Linked DNA regions of Ovis aries: region 1 is linked to region 2. Evidence: chromatin contacts called from public Hi-C data. All regions are on one chromosome and are shown on one strand. Each heading gives the region's core, a stretch centred on a gene start, on an enhancer-like site or on the middle of the called end of the contact. The rest is flanking DNA. Distances are from core to core; before and after follow the strand shown. Region 1 overlaps GNAQ (G protein subunit alpha q). Region 2 holds the start of GNAQ (G protein subunit alpha q).

What was found. Hi-C and Micro-C count contacts between places; a contact is called where the count stands out from the background.
Region 1: a contact with region 2 is called in a Hi-C map of hypothalamus, with 3 times the contacts expected there. The contact joins the enhancer-like site here to the promoter of GNAQ in region 2. A contact is called at or near these places in 2 of 16 Hi-C or Micro-C datasets (hypothalamus and retroperitoneal adipose tissue).

What each region holds. Positions count from the first base shown.
Region 1 is chr2:58,973,097-58,976,161 of ARS-UI_Ramb_v3.0, reverse strand. All of the region lies in intron 2 of GNAQ (G protein subunit alpha q), which reads right to left. Among named protein-coding and RNA genes, the nearest start is that of TRNAW-CCA, 97 kb to the right of the region's middle. Within about 2 kb of position 1,356, at least 11 of the 54 cell types and tissues checked have an H3K27ac peak or open chromatin away from gene starts, as enhancers often do. A contact at or near this core is called in hypothalamus, where this site is marked.
Region 2 is chr2:58,843,586-58,846,811 of ARS-UI_Ramb_v3.0, reverse strand. GNAQ (G protein subunit alpha q) reads right to left here and starts at 1,550. Exons shown (of 7, transcript XM_015093177.3): 1 at 781-1,550. The coding sequence starts at 916.

The DNA of each region.
Region 1 (3,065 bases), core at 107-2,606, 130 kb before region 2:
CATTTCAGAGTTGAGGGAGATGTGGCCTCGAGAGATTATCCAAAAGGGCAATAAGGAAAAAAGCTAGCATTCCAATTCAGATGTCTAGTTTCTATACTCTTTTTCTTCCTAGAATGGCATGTCATCTGTGCTATTTCTTTGTATTAACTGTACCCCATAGAAAAGGGTGTTACTAAATCCCCAAAATATCAATTTTAAGTCATGAACAGTAAAAAGCAGTATTGCTAGTAATACACTGACTGAACAGAATTATTCTGTGCTTTGTGATAAGATGGGGAGACTAAATAACAAATTACTTTTTTCATCAATCATATAAGCATTATTTCCCAAAAATGTTTTTTATATAAGAAAACCTAGGGAGAATGGTAACAAATATTTATGAGTATTTATTCTATGAAAAGCACTCTAGTAGTTACTTTATATATTTATTTCATTTAATCATCACCTCGTGAGCTAACTATTTATTATCATCACTTTAACCAAGGAAAAAACTGAAGCACAGGAAATGCAACTGATTGGCCCAAGATCACAGCTAATAAGTGGCGGTGGCGATACCCAAATCGTGGTATTAGGGGATCTGATCACTGGGCAATCCTGTCACATTCAGGGAACTCAGCCTGGTTACGTGACAGATCCAGGAGGCCTCAGACATGAGCAGTGAGGTGGAGCACTCCCAGGAGACCCTCCCCTTGGTCCCAGCCCCCAGAAGGGTAGGGGCAGGCCAGCATAGCCTTTTGGTAGCAGTAGAGCTCTTGACACTCTCCCTTCCTTCTTGTGACAGATGACAAGGAACAGAGAGGGCTAGGCAGAGAGCAAGATGGAAAATTCTTGAGTTAGAGAATACTAAATGTGCGCGATTCAGTAGAGAATGGTCGGAGGTATAATGAGGTAGTGAGGTATCCTGGGGGGAAACCTGGTCATACTTTTACATACAAATCTTGAGGGTGAGGGTGGGGATTAGCATTTATTTAGTTAATCCATTATCCCCATTTTAAAATGTAGGAATTTACAACCAAAGAAGTTGAAATGGAACGTTTTGTAAATTACTTAATAAAATACAATAGCTATTTCCTTCTAAAGAACTTATGTCCCAGTCACCTTCAGTTCAGTTGCTCAGTCATGTCTAACTCTGTGACCACATGGATTGCAGCATGTCAGGCTTCCCTGTCCATCACCAACTCCCAGGGCTTACTCAAACTCAGTCACCTTAAGGCACCACTATGCAAACATACATAAAGTCTGAGGAGGGGTCAAATGAATCCCCATAACCCAACAATCATCCAGACTTTGCCAGACTATACTATCTGCTTCACCACTCCACCCTTGATCATTTTTCTGCTCAAGTATTTCAGAGTAAACGGCACTTGTCCTAAAGTGGCCATTTACTCCTCCAGGTTTCAGAATATATTCATTACACAGAACACAGTCTGAATAATCATTGGTATCAGGCCTGGTCCATTTTTAAATTCCACTGTTTATCTAAGAATTACTTTCTTTTTAAACTTGTTTTGTTCAAATCAGGATATCCAAACAAAGAACATTTACTGCATTTCATTTCTTTAGTTCCTTTTAATATGTAACAGCCCCTCCTCAACTTCCCTTTGTGAATCAGGCTATCAGCTTAAGGGAGAAACTAGCACAACTACAATCATTTTTAGTCACTTCATGTCCCTGATCATTTACCATGAGCCTCAGAACACAGTGGACCTGCCTGAGACTTTCCAGCCTCACTTTTTGTCTTCAGTTCTTCTTTTCCTTCACTTTTTGTCTTTAAAGTGGAAAACAACTACATATGACACGTCATACAGGCAGCTGTGTTTTGTCTTCCAGAAGTGATCCACATTATGAAGAACTCCGCATATCTGTTATTACAGTGATACTTAATTACAATGGGAAGCACACTGAAGTCCTCCTTGAGAGACGGGTAGGAACCCAGCCAACCCACCCCTTTGCCCCATTACAAAGAAGGAATCAGAGCCAAACCTGGGTAATTCTCTTAAGAACAGAGCTGCCCATTGTTAATTCTGGAGCTTGGGGAATTAGTAGGCCAACAGACGGCTGTGGTGCAGGGGAAAATCAGTTTGCTGTATCACAGGATGTACTGGGCTCATTTTCTTTGTCAGAGGTTTTTAATTATTTAGGATGAAGCTCCAGTGCATGTTTTGTAATAATAATGAAGTCTGAGGAACACAAAACCTCGCTGCAGCAGGACACGGCTATTAAATCTTTGCTGAGAGCAGGATGAGAGGGTCAGGGCTTCTGACCAGCTCTTTGGGACTGGTAATGCCCATCAGGTCTGTAAACAAAAAAAGGGAGAATTAGCCAACTCTGAATGGCAAATCCGATTGTGTCATGGAAGCCACCAGAGGCCAAGTGACTCTGGAATGGCCTGTTGTGGGGGTGGCTCTCTCCTCTCTGCCATCATACAGCTCACCCTGCAGCAACAGGCTGGAGCCAAGGGTTGATGAGCCTGAGAGGCCCTGAGTAAAGCTTCCTGTGGAATTGTCCCCAGAGACTCTCATCAAGGGCGGCCTTTTTACACTCCTAGATTATATTCTATGAAACAAAACACCAAAAAAGGCATATGTTGAGTGAAGTGAGGCCATCCAGGATCTGGGCACTGCTGCAAGTGGTCCTTGATATGAGGCTGGAAGGCACTGGCTCCCCCTTCCCACTCCCTGGCACGCCACAGTTACTCATTCAAACCAATTATTTTATTTCAGAAATTACCATGATTAAAAAGAAATTAGTGAACAATTAAAAAGACTTTCTCTGGGAGGGGGAAAAAAAAGGGCAATCCAAGACATGCTTCATTAGAATGAAGCAACTGAATAAGAAGGGCTAAGAAGGCCGGAAGGGAAACATGACTCAGGAGTGTCATGGACCCTGAATCCATGGGGGAGTGACATCTTTATAGACAATGACATACTGCCCTCTTAACTACACAGGGGCCAACTCTTCTGTGACTTGATCATCCAGGTTATTCTCCCTCTTTCTTGCCAATCTGAATCTATCAGCTCACATGCTGTAGTTTGGCTGCTGCTGCTGCTAAGTCGCTTCAGTCG
Region 2 (3,226 bases), core at 301-2,800:
TGCTGTCAACAACCACACAGCACAACCCTCCCGTATCCCTCATCTTCATCTGGAAGGGATGGTGGAGACAAGAATCACGCCTGTCACCATTAAGAAACTCTTCTGGGTCCCTGCTTTAGGTGGTCTGGTGGCTAGAGAACAGCACTCGTGTGACACATATATGCTCACCTCCCCGCTCCCGGAATATGTTAGCCCCCTTTCTTCAGAGAGCCAACCACTCGGCTCCCTCATCATCACTCCTTGGAGAATCCAGTCGCGAGTCTGCTCACCGTTCCACCATTCGCTCCCGACCCCTAAAAGCACTGATAAAAGATGCACACAGGCCACCCCACCGCACGCCCTGGCTCCGCTTGACACCTAAGGCCACACGCACACACAGTTCTCCTCTCCACCACCCCACCGGGCGCCACGGCCACGACACTGGAAGTTCAACCCTCCTGCCCACCTTCCCACCCGCGCTTCTCCCCGAAGCGATTTGCCATTCAGCAGATGCACAGCAGACAAACGCGCACCCCGAGTGCACAGCCCTCAGGGCTACCGAAAGGGACAAGCCGAGGCCCTGGGCAGAGCAGCCGCGACCCCTCTGCGCGTGCCTGCGTCTGCACGCGCGCGCGCGCCCTTCAGGGTGCGGGTAGTGGCCGGGGCCGCGCCCGGGGAGGGCAGGGGCAAGCCGCCCCGCGCCCTGGGGCCGGGGCCGCAGAACGGGGACTGGGGGTGGTGGGCAGGAGGCGCAGAGGTCCGGCGGGAGGGCCCGCGGCGTACGGCCGCGGCGGTACTCACCGAGCAGCAGCAGCTTGAGCTCCCGGCGGGCGTCCCTCTTGTCCCTGCGGAGCTGCCGCTCAATCTCGTCGTTGATCCGCCGGGCTTCCTTGGCCTCCTCGCTCAGGCAGCACGCCATGATGGACTCCAGAGTCATTCTTTCAAAGTGCCTCCAATGCAGCCCCGCCGGCACCCCCTGCTCACACGCGCGCACACACACCCTCCCGCCCTCGCTCCCCCGAGGCAGCGGTGGCCGCCGAGCCCCCGCCGCCCGGGCGCGCGTCCGGGACGAGCTCGGGGAACCGCCGCGGGGGCCGCGGCCACGACCGGAGCCACCAGGTGGGCCGGGGGTGCGGCGGCTGCTGGCGGCTCTGGCTGCCGGGAGGAGCGAGGCCGGCGCGGGAGGCGGCCGCGGGCGCTGGCTTGGGGGGCGCGCTAGGGAAGGCCGCCGCGCCCGGCCTCGCTCAGACGCCCGCGCCTCCTTCCCCGGGAACAGGCGGCCCGCCTGGCCCCCCGCGCCGTCGCCGCCGCCGCCGCCGCCGAGGCTCCCCTAAGCCGTGCGCCCGGCGGCGAGAGCACATCCACCGGGGCGTCCCCGCAGCAAGCGGTCGCCGACGGCTCCCCGCGCCTGGCGCGCCGGCTCCTAGCTGCCGCCTGACACGGCTCCCGGGCGCCCTCGGCCCTGCCCGCGCCCACCGCCCGGCTCGCGCGCAAACCCGGCTCGCCGGCCCGCCCGCCCGGCTGCCGCGCGCTCCTCCGCCTCCGCCAGACGCCCACCCCCGGCCCCGATTGCCAGGCGCAGAGCGGCTGCTCAGTGCTCTCCCTCCCCCTCGCCACACACACACATTTTCTTCTTTCTCTGAACTGGAGCACAGATCCGGGAGGGAGGCGGCGGCGGCAGAGGGAGGAGGTGGAGGGAGGGGAGGGGACGGGCGCGGGAGGAGGGGAGAGGGAGGCGGTGCCGCCCGGCCCCTCCTGGAAGGCTTTCCTGGGCTCGCAGCCGCCGCGGCGCGCCTCCCAGTGCGGCTTTCGCTTCGCTCGCGCCGCTCCCTCGCTGAGCCGGCCCCCTCGGGCTCTGCGGGCGCCTCCCGCTCCCGCGCCCTCGGTCGGGCCCGCGGGCTCAGCGGTCACGGCCGCCCCCGGCGGGAGGCGGGGCCGGGTCGCCGAGGCGCAGCCGGGGCCGCCGCCAACCTGCCGCTGCCGGCCCGCCGCCCGGGCGTGGTAAACCGGGAATATGGCGGCCTCCGCCAGCCGGGTGCCCACTGCCTCCGGAACGCAGCCGCGGCTTCTCCGGCAAGGCGGGGATCTCGGCCCCGTAAGCCCCCAGCACTCGCCGCCCCGCGAACACCCGTCCGGTTGCCCCGAAGGCAGCCTCGGCGCTGGCGCCTCCCGCCTGCCGCTCTGCAGCGCGGAGCAGATCCGTGGGGCGGCTCTTCGCCTAGTTCAGTGTTCTTTCCCGTTCCTATTTCTAAAACGCCATTCGGTTAGAAAGTATGTCCCGTCACCTCTGATCCAAGTTGAGTAGTAGAAAATAATATACACTCAACTGTGCAGTGCGACTGGGGAGGACACGGAATTGTCACTGTCTCGCAGAGGGGCAAGGGAGACTTAATAGGTGAAACTATCCGCAAAGTTCCTGGAGACAGAAATCTAAATCATTTTTTTTTAAAAATGAAAAAGAAAAATCTAAATCCTGAGCAGAAAAATAAAGCGGCCCAGTTTCCAAGAGCCTCCTACTAGCTTCCAACTTTTTATGCCATTGGAGTTGTTTTTGTTTTCTTACAAGCTCTCCTGTCGTTTTTGAAAAAGGCACACGATATTTAACAGCCAAGTAAATCGACTTCACCATTCTAGACCGAGATGAAATTATGACTTATGAGAAAATGCAAAATAATGTGAAATAAAGATAAAGGAAAAAATGAAAGAAAAATGGGAAAACTAGGATCGCCACAGCAAAATTCCATTCTGGTATTTTGTTTTTCCACTTTCAATTGAGGTAGTTTACTTTAAAATGTGGTTTGCTTATATTTTGTTGTAACATGACAGCCAACAAAAATCCTTGCTCTTTCAAATTTTATTTGATCTAATAGCTACAAGAGGTGTAACTCATACTGCTTTCTGCCTTAATGGAACCTCAGAGGAAATTGTATCTTAAGAAAGGAATCCGTTTTTCCCATTTTATGTTGTTTCTGAGAAGTCTCTGAACCTGTTGATCCAGAATGGAAAATGAGGGCATGATTCTACTACTACTGCAGGTCAAGAGTGCATATAGGATTGTCAGATGACAGGTGTGTGACTGCCTTCTTTCATTTGCCATTACCTCCACCCCTAGACGCACACATACCATGAGTTAGATCAAACAAGTCCTCTAGACGTAAGATCTATATTTTAGACTTCCCATTTAAAGCATATTTGGCCTAGAAAATGCAGTTGCCCTTAGGTGAATTCAAGGATGCAGAACCTGGAG